2 separate regions of the Mus musculus genome follow, and region 2 is linked to region 1. Evidence: chromatin contacts called from public Hi-C data. All regions are on one chromosome and are shown on one strand. The core of a region is the stretch at or near the end of the contact, and the rest is flanking DNA. Distances in the headings are between cores, read along the strand shown. Region 1 overlaps Gpnmb (glycoprotein (transmembrane) nmb). Region 2 holds the start of Ccdc126 (coiled-coil domain containing 126).

Region 1 (5,952 bases), core at 2,608-5,107:
CCTTTATAGAATGTTTTAAATTGTAAAATAGTTAATCCACATTTCTTACTAAAAGTTGGAACTAACCAGGGAGAAGCCTAGCATAGAAGGAAAAGTCCCCATGTTCTCTCTTCCCCAGTTCATCCTGGCGTTGCTGGCCACGTCTCTGCGCAGATCATTCTCTATGCACCTGGCGTTGCTGGCCACGTTTCTGCGCAGATCATTCTCTATGCATTTACAAACATCCTATGTGGTCTGTCATTTTGGATGTTATGTAAATGGGTTCACATCATGTGCTGTGTTCTTTGCCCCTCTTTGCTAAATAACCACAGAAAGCTTTCAGTTACTGTGCATGGAAATCTCTCACACCTGACCGGGTGTCGCACAGTGTCACAGGGTGTACTGATAAACACCCACAAGCTTGTTGGTGAGCAACGAAGGGATCGCAAGTCCAGTTACAAATGTAGCAGTACTGGGCTAGTCCAGACATACAGCTTCATCTCACTCTAAACCCCCTCCCTCCCCGCTCTCCTCCCTCCTCCTACATTTCCCTTTCCCCAGCCTCTTATGTAGCCCAGGCTAGCTTCAAACTCACTATTATCGTCTGGTGATCCTCTAGCCTTCACCTTCTAATGGCTGGGATTACAGGCCCACAGCACCACACTTGGGAACCAAACACAGTCCTTTTCAAATGATGGGGCAGGTACTCTTCCAACCGAGCTACATCTATAAGAACCAACTCCTTTATCTGCCAGAATAGATAATTTTCCTTATAAATAGAAAGAGCAGCTGGAAATTCTAAATAGATTATAGATGCCTTTAGTATCTAAAAAAAAAAAAAAAGCTGGTTATTTTACTTAATTTGGGCTTTTGAAATCACATTTTTATCAAACCAGATGTTTTTCTTAGAAGCTGTGTCATGCCATATGTCAAACATATTTCTGAAGCCAATTTCAAAAGGTATTTTAATTTGCTGCTATTGTTTTTCCTAAGTCAAGCTGTAAAACAAAAGCCAATTCGGCTCTACGAAGAGGACTCCTGTCTTAAATACAAAGGTGCTCACTCACCCGTAATCAATTCAAAACATCTTAAAACAGCTGGAGGTGGGGAGGGCTAAGCAATGGGGCCTGGAGTGATTCCATAAGTTAGCCATAGCTTTTTATATGTTTAACCATTTATTTGAGTATGTGTTTAGATGTCTGTCTGTGGGGTGTGTGTGTGTGTGGGGGGGTCACCTCACTCCACACCAGTCGGTGTATGTATAGACCTGAGGTTGATGCCAGGAGTCCTCCACTGTAGCTTTTGACCTCACATTTTGAGACAGGGTCCCTTGCTGAACCTGCAGTTTGCTTTCTGGCTCAGCTGGATGGCCATGGAGCCACCTGAGATCTCTCTCCACCCAGCCCAGGGCTGGGGTTACAGCTATTGCTGTTGGGTGGCTAAGCATGATTTGTAGAAGGATTTTTTTTCCCCACTAGTGAGCATATCCAGCTATGTAGACCATATAAATGGGCTTGTATTTTTTATAAAAATTTATTTTATCATTATTATTATTGGTGGGGGTGATGATGTGTGTGGGGGAGGGGGTGGGTATAGGGGATTGGTTCTCTCCTTCTACATGCAAACCAGGCTTGCCAGGCTCACAAAACAAACTTCTTTACCCACTGGTCCATCTCACTGGCCCAGCTTGTATTATTGAACATTATTAGTTGACAAGCAAGTGTGTGCCCTCTGTTCTGGAAGTAGCTTCAGAATACAGTTCAGGTAAACTCAGAAGCCAGGGGCACCAGGAATGTGGCTGAGAAGCAGAGCGCAGGCCTGGGTTCTATTCTCAGCACTGCAGTAAGTCAGTAAGCAGCAGCTTGAAGCCCTGGCTCAAAAACCAAACAAATAGCCAAGTGCAACTACAGGCCTATAAAACCACAACCAAGCTGAAGTTTAAGCCAGCCTAGGCTACATGAGCCCCTGTCTGGAAAAAAGATAAAACAAACACCAAAACAAAAATAATAAAGAACGATTGACAAGTGTCTCTGTTTTTTTGTAATAGTATGTTAACTCCATCGCACTCTTCATCCCTGTTTATTTTAAACTTTTATGACTTAAACTTTCTAGTGCCTACTGGTTACAAATCCATGGAGCTGAGTGACATTTCCAATGAAAACTGCCGAATAAACAGATATGGCTACTTCAGAGCCACCATCACAATTGTAGGTAAGGCTGAAGACCAGTGGGGGAGGGATGCCAGAATCTTCAAAGCACCCATTCACTTAGCTAACGCTAGAAGGGCAGAGACAAAGGAGGAGGGTCCTTGTCCTATCTAAGGTGATGGAAGAAGGTATCTCTTATTTTCTTTCCTTCTCCTTTGTTAAGGGATATTCTATAGTTAGTTAAGAAGTTACAGAACTAACAGGGTTTGAAGGCTCGGGGGCCTACAGCTGGGGTTCATGGATTGCTGTCCTGGAGGATGAATGTCAGGTCTGGTGTCTGAAAAGGAGCACTTCCCGGTTTGTGAAAGGCCACCCCCTTGCTCGTCCTCACATGGCAGAAGAGACAAGGTGGCTCCCTGAGGTCTCTCCATAAGGGCACTGACCACATCCTCAACAGAGGTTTCACCCCCTCACACGAAACTTAGTTAGGATTTCAGCCCAGCGAACAGTCTATGGCAGAATGGTTTCCTCTGGTTTCTGTGGCATGTTGACACTTCTCTCTGGTGGCTGTTTTGCTAGAGGGGATCCTGGAAGTCAGCATCATGCAGATAGCAGATGTCCCCATGCCCACACCGCAGCCTGCCAACTCCCTGATGGACTTCACTGTGACCTGCAAAGGGGCGTAAGTACAGGCTCGTGACAGAGGAAGGCTAAGTGAGGTCTGAATAAAGGGCTGACCACTAAATCCTTCTGAAGAGGATTTAGACGCCTAAGTATTAGAAACCTCAGATGAGCTGTGTATAGGAGACAGGTGCTTGTCTCTAATCCCAGTCGTCATGAGGGGCTAAGTAAGGCAGGAGACCACGGCTGTATAGTGAGCCTTTCTCTCAATAAATAAATAAATAATAAAATAAATAAATGGGGGGTGGGCATGGTAGAGGGCATCCTAGCATATGAGAAGCCCTGGGTTGGATCCCCATCACTACATAAAGCAGGCATGGACTGCATGCCTGTAATCACAGTACCTAAAGGTGGAGGCTGGACAGTCAGGGACTTAAGGCCATCTTTAACTACATGGTAAGTTTGAAGCCGACCTAACTATATGAGTCCCTGTCTTTAAAAAAGAAAAAGAAAAAAAGAAAGGAAATGCAGAGAGAGAGGAAATGAAAGAAAAGTAAAAGCCCTGCTTAAAATTGTTATTGCATAGTGTCCTGTGTCTATAATCCTAGCACTCAAGAAGCTGAGGCAGGAAGATCACCAGTGCCAGGCCAACAGTGTGAAACCCTGTTTCAAAAATATCACCTCCCCTCCAACTTTGCATTCTTTTCTCCCTCCTGTGATCTATGTGCCCTCACCCCTGTCTCATGTCACAGCACCCCCATGGAAGCCTGTACGATCATCTCCGACCCCACCTGCCAGATCGCCCAGAACCGGGTCTGCAGCCCTGTGGCTGTGGATGGGCTGTGCCTGCTGTCTGTGAGAAGAGCCTTCAATGGGTCTGGCACCTACTGTGTGAATTTCACTCTGGGAGATGATGCAAGCCTGGCCCTCACCAGCACCCTGATCTCTATCCCTGGCAAAGGTGAGGTTTGTTTATAACCTTATGAATGTTTCCTATGGCAGAAGTATACACCCTCGAAGGCTTCACTCGCAGTGTTTATCTCATGGCCAGGTTCTTTGAACCATCACGTGTGCAGTCTGGCTGTCGTTGACTGAGTTGTCACTATGTGGCTTAGGTATGCAGTAACTCACAACAACGTCTACCAGGGCTGTAGCACTGAGAATGAGGTGGAGAGAGCATCTTGCCCTTACAGGTCAGGGCACACTGGCACCTGCCAGAGAGCTGGGGAGGATGTGGGGGGAGAAAGCCACAACGGGGCAGCCAGAGGCTGGGAACATTTCCGTCTCCTGACCTCCGGGAGCTGTGTAGCTAAGGCTGCCCCAGCCCTGTGCCTTTCAGAATTACCTTTAAAATCTTAGCTTGTTCCACATTGTTCCCCTGTACTGGCAAACTGCAGGTTTCCTGTGTGGGCTGTTTTTGTTGTAGTGAGTGACTGAGATCTGAAGGAAGGAGGCTGAGATGGAACATAACAGTGGGGCGCTTTCTTGGCATGAGTGAGCCAACAAGACCAGGCTTCTAATCCAGCATCTTAAGAAAAGAAAAAAAAAACAGGAAACTGGGAGGTGTGGTGTGGGACACATGCCTACCTCCCAGTACTCACGAAATTGATACAGGAGGGTCGCAAGTACAAGTCCAACTCGGGTATAGCACATAACAAAACCTGAGAGAGAGAGAGAGAGAGAGAGAGAGAGAGAGAGAGAGAGAGAGAGAGTGTGTGTTAGTTCAGTCAGTCAAGTGCTTACCTTGCAAGCATGAGAACCAGAGTTCAGATCCCCAGAACCCCCACAAAAAGCCAGGAGTGGTGATGTGCACCTGAAATCCCAACAATGGTAAGATGGGAGGTGGAGACAGACAGACTCCTGGAAGCTCACTCACCGTTCAGTCTAACACACTTGACCAATTTCCAAACCAAAGAGAAAGCCATTCTCAAACAAAAAGAGGAATGACACCCATGGTTTTCCTTTATCTCCACATGTTCACAAGTGCACCCACACCCACACAACCCCCCACACACAACCATGCACACATACAATCATACACACATGCAACCATGCACACACACAACCATTTACACACAACTATGCACACACACAACCATGCACACACGCAATCATGCACACACATGCAACCATACACACACATGCAACCATGCACCCACACAGAGCAGTAAGGAGAAAAGTCAGAAAAAGAAACAAACAAACAAAAAACCCAAAACCAAAACAAAAAACAAAAACAAACAAACAAACGAACGAAAAACCTGTAATCCAGTGAGTGTTCTAACTTATTAACTCAAATTTCAAAATCAGAATTTCAGAAATAGAGAACTCAACCGAAAACTCACTGATATTTAGCTGAAATTCTCTTTATTGATTGATAGTCACTAAGCTGTCTGCTTCATGCTCAGCACAGAGCTCTGCACAAGACAGAAGTCACTGACTAAGGAACAAAACAGGGAGGACCCCTGCTTCCCTGAGCAGTAACAGATGTTATAGGAAAACGTTTAGACCAATTCAATTTCACAGTTTGTTTAAGCACCAAACTGAGCAACACTGGAGTCAGAAGTGGCCCAGACCAGATCCCATTGACAGCTCCCCAAACTGGCTGTCAGAACCTAGGAGCAACCATTGCTGACTGCTAATTGAGGCCTGGAGTCAATCAATTAAGCTGCTTATGGTTGACTGAAACTTAATTGTTTTTTGTTTTAAAGGATTTGGGGTGTGGGTGTGTGCATGTGTGTGTGTGTGTGTGTGTGTGTGTGCTCTCAAGATCGTGTGCACATGTATGTGCATACAGGTGCCCACAGAGGCCAGGGGAGGCTGTCGAAGGACCTGGATCTGGATTTACAGTTGGTTGTGAACATCTAGACATGATTACTCAAAGAACTCAGATCCTCTGCAAAAGCAACTGTGCCCTTGACTGCTGAGCCAACCTCCCAGCTTCTTGGCTGTTGGTTTTTGATGTTACTTGGGGTTTTTGTTTGTTTATTTTTTGAGATTTTTTTTTTCTTTTTTGGTTTTTCGAGACAGGGTTTCTCTGTGTAGCCCTGGCTGTCCTGGAACTCACTCTGTAGACCAGGCTGGCCTCGAACTCAGAAATCCACCTGCCTCTGCCTCCCAAGTGCTGGGATTAAAGGCGTCTGCCACCACTGCCCGGCTTTTTGAGATGTTTTAAATTTTATTTTATGTGTGTGTGTATTTTGCCTGC
Region 2 (5,938 bases), core at 2,346-4,845, 270 kb after region 1:
CAAGGCACTCCAGTGGGTGAGACAGCAAGCATGGAAGCAGCTCCAGGAGACCTACTCAAGAGAAGGAGACCTGCAAGCCCCACATCGCTTCCAAGTTAGAGATTCAGTCTACCCTTATGGGACACCTTTTGATTTTGCTTCTGCTTTTAATTGTAGGTCCATGTGTGTTAGAAAATACATGTGTCTAGTTCTAAGATTAGAACTATTTACTAGAAAGATCCTGAGAGAGAGAGAGAGAGAGAGAGAGAGAGAGAGAGAAATTATTTAAGCCCCTAGACCTGTGTCTAAAATAGACCTCACTAATGGCAGAGAGTAGAACTTGCCCCATTGTTCCAGGAACCGTTCCTTAAACCCGTTATGCAAACTTGCTAGCTTGCCAAATGCTATAGCCCAATGCCAGGTGTTTGCGGTTTTTGACTTTATAAACCCCTTATCCCTTGAGCTTGTCATCCACTCCTCTATCCCTGCTTGGGATACGAGTCGTCCCCAGTGCACTGGTCTTTCCCAAATAAACCTCTTTCAGTTTGCATCAAGACCGTTTTTCATGAGTGATGTGGGGTGTTGCCTCTCCTGAGTCAGAACATGGGGGAGTCCTTACATTGTGGGTCTTTCACAATCACAGCTCTCAGGAGCTGTACTGGCTAGTTTTGTGTCAACTTGACACAGCTGGAGTTATCACAGAGAAAGGAGCTTCAGTTGAGGAAATGCCTCCATGAGATCCAACTGTAAGGCATTTTCTCAATTAGTGACCAAGGGGGAAAGGCCCCTTGTGGGTGGGAGCATCTCTGGGCTGGTAGTCTTGGGTTCTATAAGAGAGCAGGCTGAGCAAGCCAGGTGAGGCAAGCCAGTAAAGAACATCCCTCCATGGCCTCTGCATCAGCTCCTGCTCCCTGACCTTCTTGAGTTCCAGTCCTGACTTCCTTTGGTGATGAACAGCAGCATGGAAGTATAAGCCGAATAAACCCTTTCCTCCCCAACTTGCTTCTTGATCATGATGTTTGTGCAGGAATAGAAACCCTGACTAAGACAGGAGCCTATGTGGGTTCTATGACAGTCAGTGCTTTGTACAGAGACTCCGTCTTTAAAAAATGTGAAGGCCAAGACCCAAGAGCCAGGATAAGGAAAGCACTCCCTTAGGCCAGCAGGGCCTCATCCCTAGAGGCAACAGATGGAAGATGGCCATACTCTTGCTGGCTACAATATCTAGAGAGCCAACTCTGTAACTTATCCTCCACCTGAGCGGTGGCTATTATTTCTTCAGTTTGCAGACCTTATAGGCATCCATGGTTTTACTGTGCACTATAGCCATTTGCCCCTGACTTAAGTTTAGAAATTATAAATTTCAGTATTGGCTGAACCTCTGTTTAAAACGTTGGTAAAGGTTTTGTTGCATGGTATACACACACACAAAGATAAATTCTATCAGTGCATTTACTTAGCTAAATATATATAAAACATTTAACATTTATAGTTGTACTGGCTGGTTTTGTGTATCAAGTTGACATAAGCTGGAGTTTTCACAGAGAAAGGAGCCTCCCTTGAAGAAATGCCTCTATGAGATCCACCTATAAGACATTTTCTCAATTAGTGATCGCAGGGGGCGGGGCGCATTGTGGGTGGTGCCATCCCTTGGCTGGTAGTCCTGGGTTCTTTAAGAGAGCAGGCTGAGCAAGCCAGGGGAAGCAAAGTGACATCCTTCCATCAGCTCCTGCCTTCTGACCTGCTTGAGTTCCAGTCCTGAATTCCTTTGGTGATGAGCAGCAATGTGGAAGTGTAAGATGAATAAACCCTTTCCTCCCCAACTTGCTTCTTGATCCTGATGTTTATGCAGGAATAGAAACCCCGACTAAGACAATAGTCAACAGATTAAAACCCTGGTTGATATCTACATTTTTTTCTTATGTAGCAAGTTTTCAGCATCTATGTGGTGGCTTGCTGTTACAGTACCTCCTAATTCAGACGAACTACATTGTAGATCCTCGAGGGTCATATATGTCTAGCAGCATTAGAGAGCACAGAACATTTGTGTCCAGATTATCCCATTTTGTGCATTGGTTACATGGGTTTTTTTTCTCCTTAGTTAGGGCCCTGGTTGGATCCCCCTTTCCTTCTCCTCCCCTCCTTCTACTGTGACGTGGAGGATCAAACTATCCTCATACAAGGTATTAATAAACCCCTACATGTGCTGGTGTTCTACAGATGGAACACTTTGTTTTGCCCTTGATTCTTTTTCTTGTGATTAAAATTCTTTGTACATTCTGAGTACAAGGCCTTTCTTGATTTATATATTTCAAGGGTCTCATTCCACTCTTAAGGCTTGTCTTTTGTTTGTTGCTGTTAAAACTGTCTTTCCCAGGCTGCATTTGATTTCCAGGTCCTCCTGTTTTGTTTGGTGTGTGTGTGTGTGTGTGTGTGTGTGTGTGTGTGTGTGTATGTATGTGTGAAAGAGCGACAGAGAGAGAGAGAGAGAGAAACACACAGAGAAAGACACAGAGACACAGAGAGAGAGACACACAGAGACACACACAGAGACACAGAGAGAGAGATGCACACAGAGAGGCACACAGAGAGAGGCACACACAGAGACATATACACACACAGATAGAGAGAGACAGAGGGAGAGAGAATTTTATGAGTATTGGTATTTTGCTTGCATATACCTTAGTGTACCAACTGTATTCCTGGTGAGGCCAGAGGAAGACTGTCAGATATCCAGAAATGGGGTGACAGATGGTTGTGAGCCACCATGTGGATTCTGGAAACTAAACCCGAGTGCTCTCTAAGCACAAGGGCTCAGCCATCTTTCCAGCCCAATTTGACTTTTTAACGTGTAATTTTGTGTGTGCTGAGCATTTAATCAGGGCCATATTCATGCTAGCCAAGTGTTCTACCACTAAGCTGCATACCAAGTCCCGAAGTACTTGATTTTTTAAAAATGTATTAACTTTGTTAAACTCTTATTAATTGTAATAATTTGTCTACAAGTTGTTTTGTATTTGTCATGTGTATACATATTTATACCATCCGTGACAAGAATATCTTTAAAACACTTTATTTGTATTCATGTAATTGTGTGTGAGTGTGCTGAGGTCTGCAGAGGCCAGAAGCAGATGGGATCCCTTGGAGCTGGAGTTCCAAGAGATTATGAACCTCTTGATGTGGGAGCTGGTAATTGAACTCTGGTCTTCTGGTCCCTCAGCAAACTGTCTGAACTTTTGAGCTAGGTCTCCAGTCCTCAGAAAAGGATAGTTTGTTTCTATTAGTCTTTAGTCCTTTTAGTTATTTTTTTATCCTATTTCCCTGAGTGAGGACCTTCAGGAGCACCATGGGGACATTGGACTCTCCAACACTAGGATGCCCTCTAGTGTCAGACAACAGCATTAGGGGTTTCTTTTCTAGTGGAAGGTAGATAGTAGGATGCTTCACCACTAGTGGCGAATAGGGTGCTGAGTTTTCTCTAGTAGCAATGCAGCTGCTGCGCCTCTTAGTTGCTAAGCAACCGCGTCGCCCTGAGCCCCTGGGCCAACAGCACGTGCTGTCTCTCCGCAAGGCGGGACTACATTCCCCACAATGCCGCGCGCAGTAGGCCCTGGCCGGAGAATGGGGGAAGGGTGGCCGGGAGGCGGAGCGGAAACCGGGAGTAGCGTCCCCGGGTGCCGAGCGCTCTCGGTCCTACCTCCGTCCTGGCCCGCAGGCTGTTGCGGCGCCGCTAACGCCCTCCCGTGGCGGGCTGTGGCTGTACTTCCAGTTTGTGAGCCCCGCGGCGGCGGCCCGCGTGATTGAAAGGAAACCAGCAGGCCAGGTCAGACGGAGGAGATTGGGGAGGCGGGAGGCGGTGTCCCTGCGGCCCCGGCTTTGCTACTTTGACAGCCTCGACCGCCGGGCCGGGCTCCGCGGTGCTCTGCGGGGATGGGCAGTCTCTGCGGCCGCGCTCATTTGTGCTCCACTCTTGACAGCTCAATTCTCTCGTTAGGAGAAGGACGTGAAATGCCCATTAAACCTGCCAAACTCTTCTCCTGGGAGGCTGGGGAGGAACTTTATCTGCTGTAGGTACAGGCGGTGGCAATTGAATGGCCAGGCAGCCAGGATTCGAACCCCTGGCGTCCCTCTGCCTGCTGCTTCATTCAGGCTAAGCAATGGCTCCAAGCCGATGTGTTTCATCCAGCAGATGGAGATCTCATACAGTTTTAAGTTGTTAGATTTATGGATAATAAGCTATTACACCTTGAGTTTTTCATTTGATGAAAAGATGTTTTGAATGTGATTCGAAGTGTGTGGACTTTTGGTTAATCACTAGGTTGTGTGTTCAGTTTATATTTTTACTTCTTACATGCAGAGAATTCCTTAAGATATGCTGGCTTCTTAATTTCCGCCCCTTTAAGATGGCTGAGAATGTTCTAAGGAAATTGATGACTCTGCTTTCCTGGGGATCAGCTCTGTATATAACTGTACAAGGACTCACCTCCCCCACCTCCCTAGCCTGGTCCCATAGGAAACCCTTAAAAGGAGATTAAAGGCTTTGTCCGTCAGATCCTTTGCAGCTTTGCCCTATGTCAACTTTCTGTACTGTTTCTAATGGTTCAGTCGTTTCTCTCCTCCCCACTCCCCTTCTCTCATTTTCTAGACAGGATTTCTCTGTGTAGCCCTGGCTGTCCTGGAACTCACTCAGTAGACCAGAAAACTATAAATCCCCTTACGCATTTATTCGTGACCAGGCTGGCCTCAAACTCAAGAGATCCTCCTGCCTCCGCCTCCCTAGTGCTGGGATTAAAGGTGTGCGCCACCATCACCTGACACCCACTTAGGATTTCTGTTCCCAGGTTATAGTTTTTGTCTGGAGACACATTGAGTGAATGCAGTAAATCTGATCAGGAACGACTTCAACGTGTTCAGGTTCTGTCAGTTGTTTTTACCCTTGCTTTCTCAATGTTATTGACATTGGGTTTTCAAGGAAAGCTTTATAAAACTTTAACTGAATTTCATTTTTATTTAACGTGTATGCCCTGTATGTACTATTTTGAGTCGAGACATGATGATTTATGTGACTGTGTGATATCTTTAGGGAAAGGGGAGCCTTCTAATGATTGCTAGAACAGTAGCAGTTAATAATTGTGGAAGGGGGCATACGCATGCAAACATTTCTGATTAACCTTAAAACGTGCGGCAGAAACACTCATTTTGAAGAAAATGTCTCTCCTTGGTGTTATGAGTGCAGTAGAGGAGAAGGTGAGAACCGCAGCCTTGGTTCTTGTCCTGTTCTGCCACCATCCGCATGACCTTAGCTCTGCTTTCTCTGCAGTTCTCCTTTCCCCGTGTCTACAGTAATGAACAGATCGATTCGTCTATCTCAGACTTCCAATGCTAAGGATCTTGGAACATCCATTTTACTATAGCGGAAAACTATAAATCCCCTTACACATTTATTCGTGTCCTTGTTCCCTGCCCTTTACGTTTTACAGTTCTTTCCTTCCACCCTGATAAAAAGGGATTCTCGTGGAAGAGCTAGGAAGCTGCAGAAATCATGATCCCTACCAACCAGCATCGGCTCTGCGAGCTGCGGCTCCTTTTCCTTCCATCCTAGTGGTCCTGGGTACCTCTTGCCTGTGCACTCTTAGCTTCTGGTCTCACTTCTCTAACCCGTTTTCATTTTTCCTTTTCATAAATTCATCTGCTTCAGCCATTGTTTTCTCTCTGGTCTCTTTATGTAGAAGGCCCCTGGCAGGGGTGCCCTGTGCTAGCCCGTTCATCTGGAAAGAGGTGTAGGGCCATATGACACAAGCTATGATTGGCTAAGGCTCTGAGCAGCTCAGCCTGTGACCGAAATATCTGATGCTGCATAATGTGGTTTTAGATTAAACACTCTCTACAGCACAGTGATAAAGCACTCTTCTTTTGATATAGTGCTTCCTGTTTTCAATCCCAGCCTTACTTTACCCCC

What was found. Hi-C and Micro-C count contacts between places; a contact is called where the count stands out from the background.
Region 2: a Hi-C map of Th1 cells shows a contact between it and region 1, with 4 times the contacts expected there. The contact joins the promoter of Ccdc126 here to the enhancer-like site in region 1. A contact is called at or near these places in 19 of 39 promoter capture datasets (the 3T3-L1 cell line, 3T3-L1-derived adipocytes, the C10 cell line and 11 more), 1 of 15 datasets of contacts at CTCF or cohesin (embryonic stem cells), 28 of 484 Hi-C or Micro-C datasets (the 63-12 cell line, the AML12 cell line, CD4 T cells and 21 more), 14 of 115 datasets of contacts at active chromatin or transcription factors (the 230-238 cell line, the SCID.adh cell line, astrocytes and 10 more) and 4 of 9 other capture datasets (adipose tissue, embryonic stem cells, liver and 1 more).

Annotation. Positions count from the first base shown.
Region 1 is chr6:49,048,319-49,054,270 of GRCm38.p6, forward strand. It overlaps Gpnmb (glycoprotein (transmembrane) nmb), which reads left to right. Exons shown (of 11, transcript NM_053110.4): 7 at 2,092-2,190; 8 at 2,706-2,808; 9 at 3,500-3,708. Among named protein-coding and RNA genes, the nearest start is that of Gpnmb, 15 kb to the left of the region's middle. Within about 2 kb of position 3,858, at least 20 of the 459 cell types and tissues checked have an H3K27ac peak or open chromatin away from gene starts, as enhancers often do. A contact at or near this core is called in Th1 cells and Th2 cells, where this site is marked.
Region 2 is chr6:49,315,679-49,321,616 of GRCm38.p6, forward strand. Ccdc126 (coiled-coil domain containing 126) reads left to right here and starts at 3,596. Exons shown (of 3, transcript NM_175098.6): 1 at 3,596-3,802.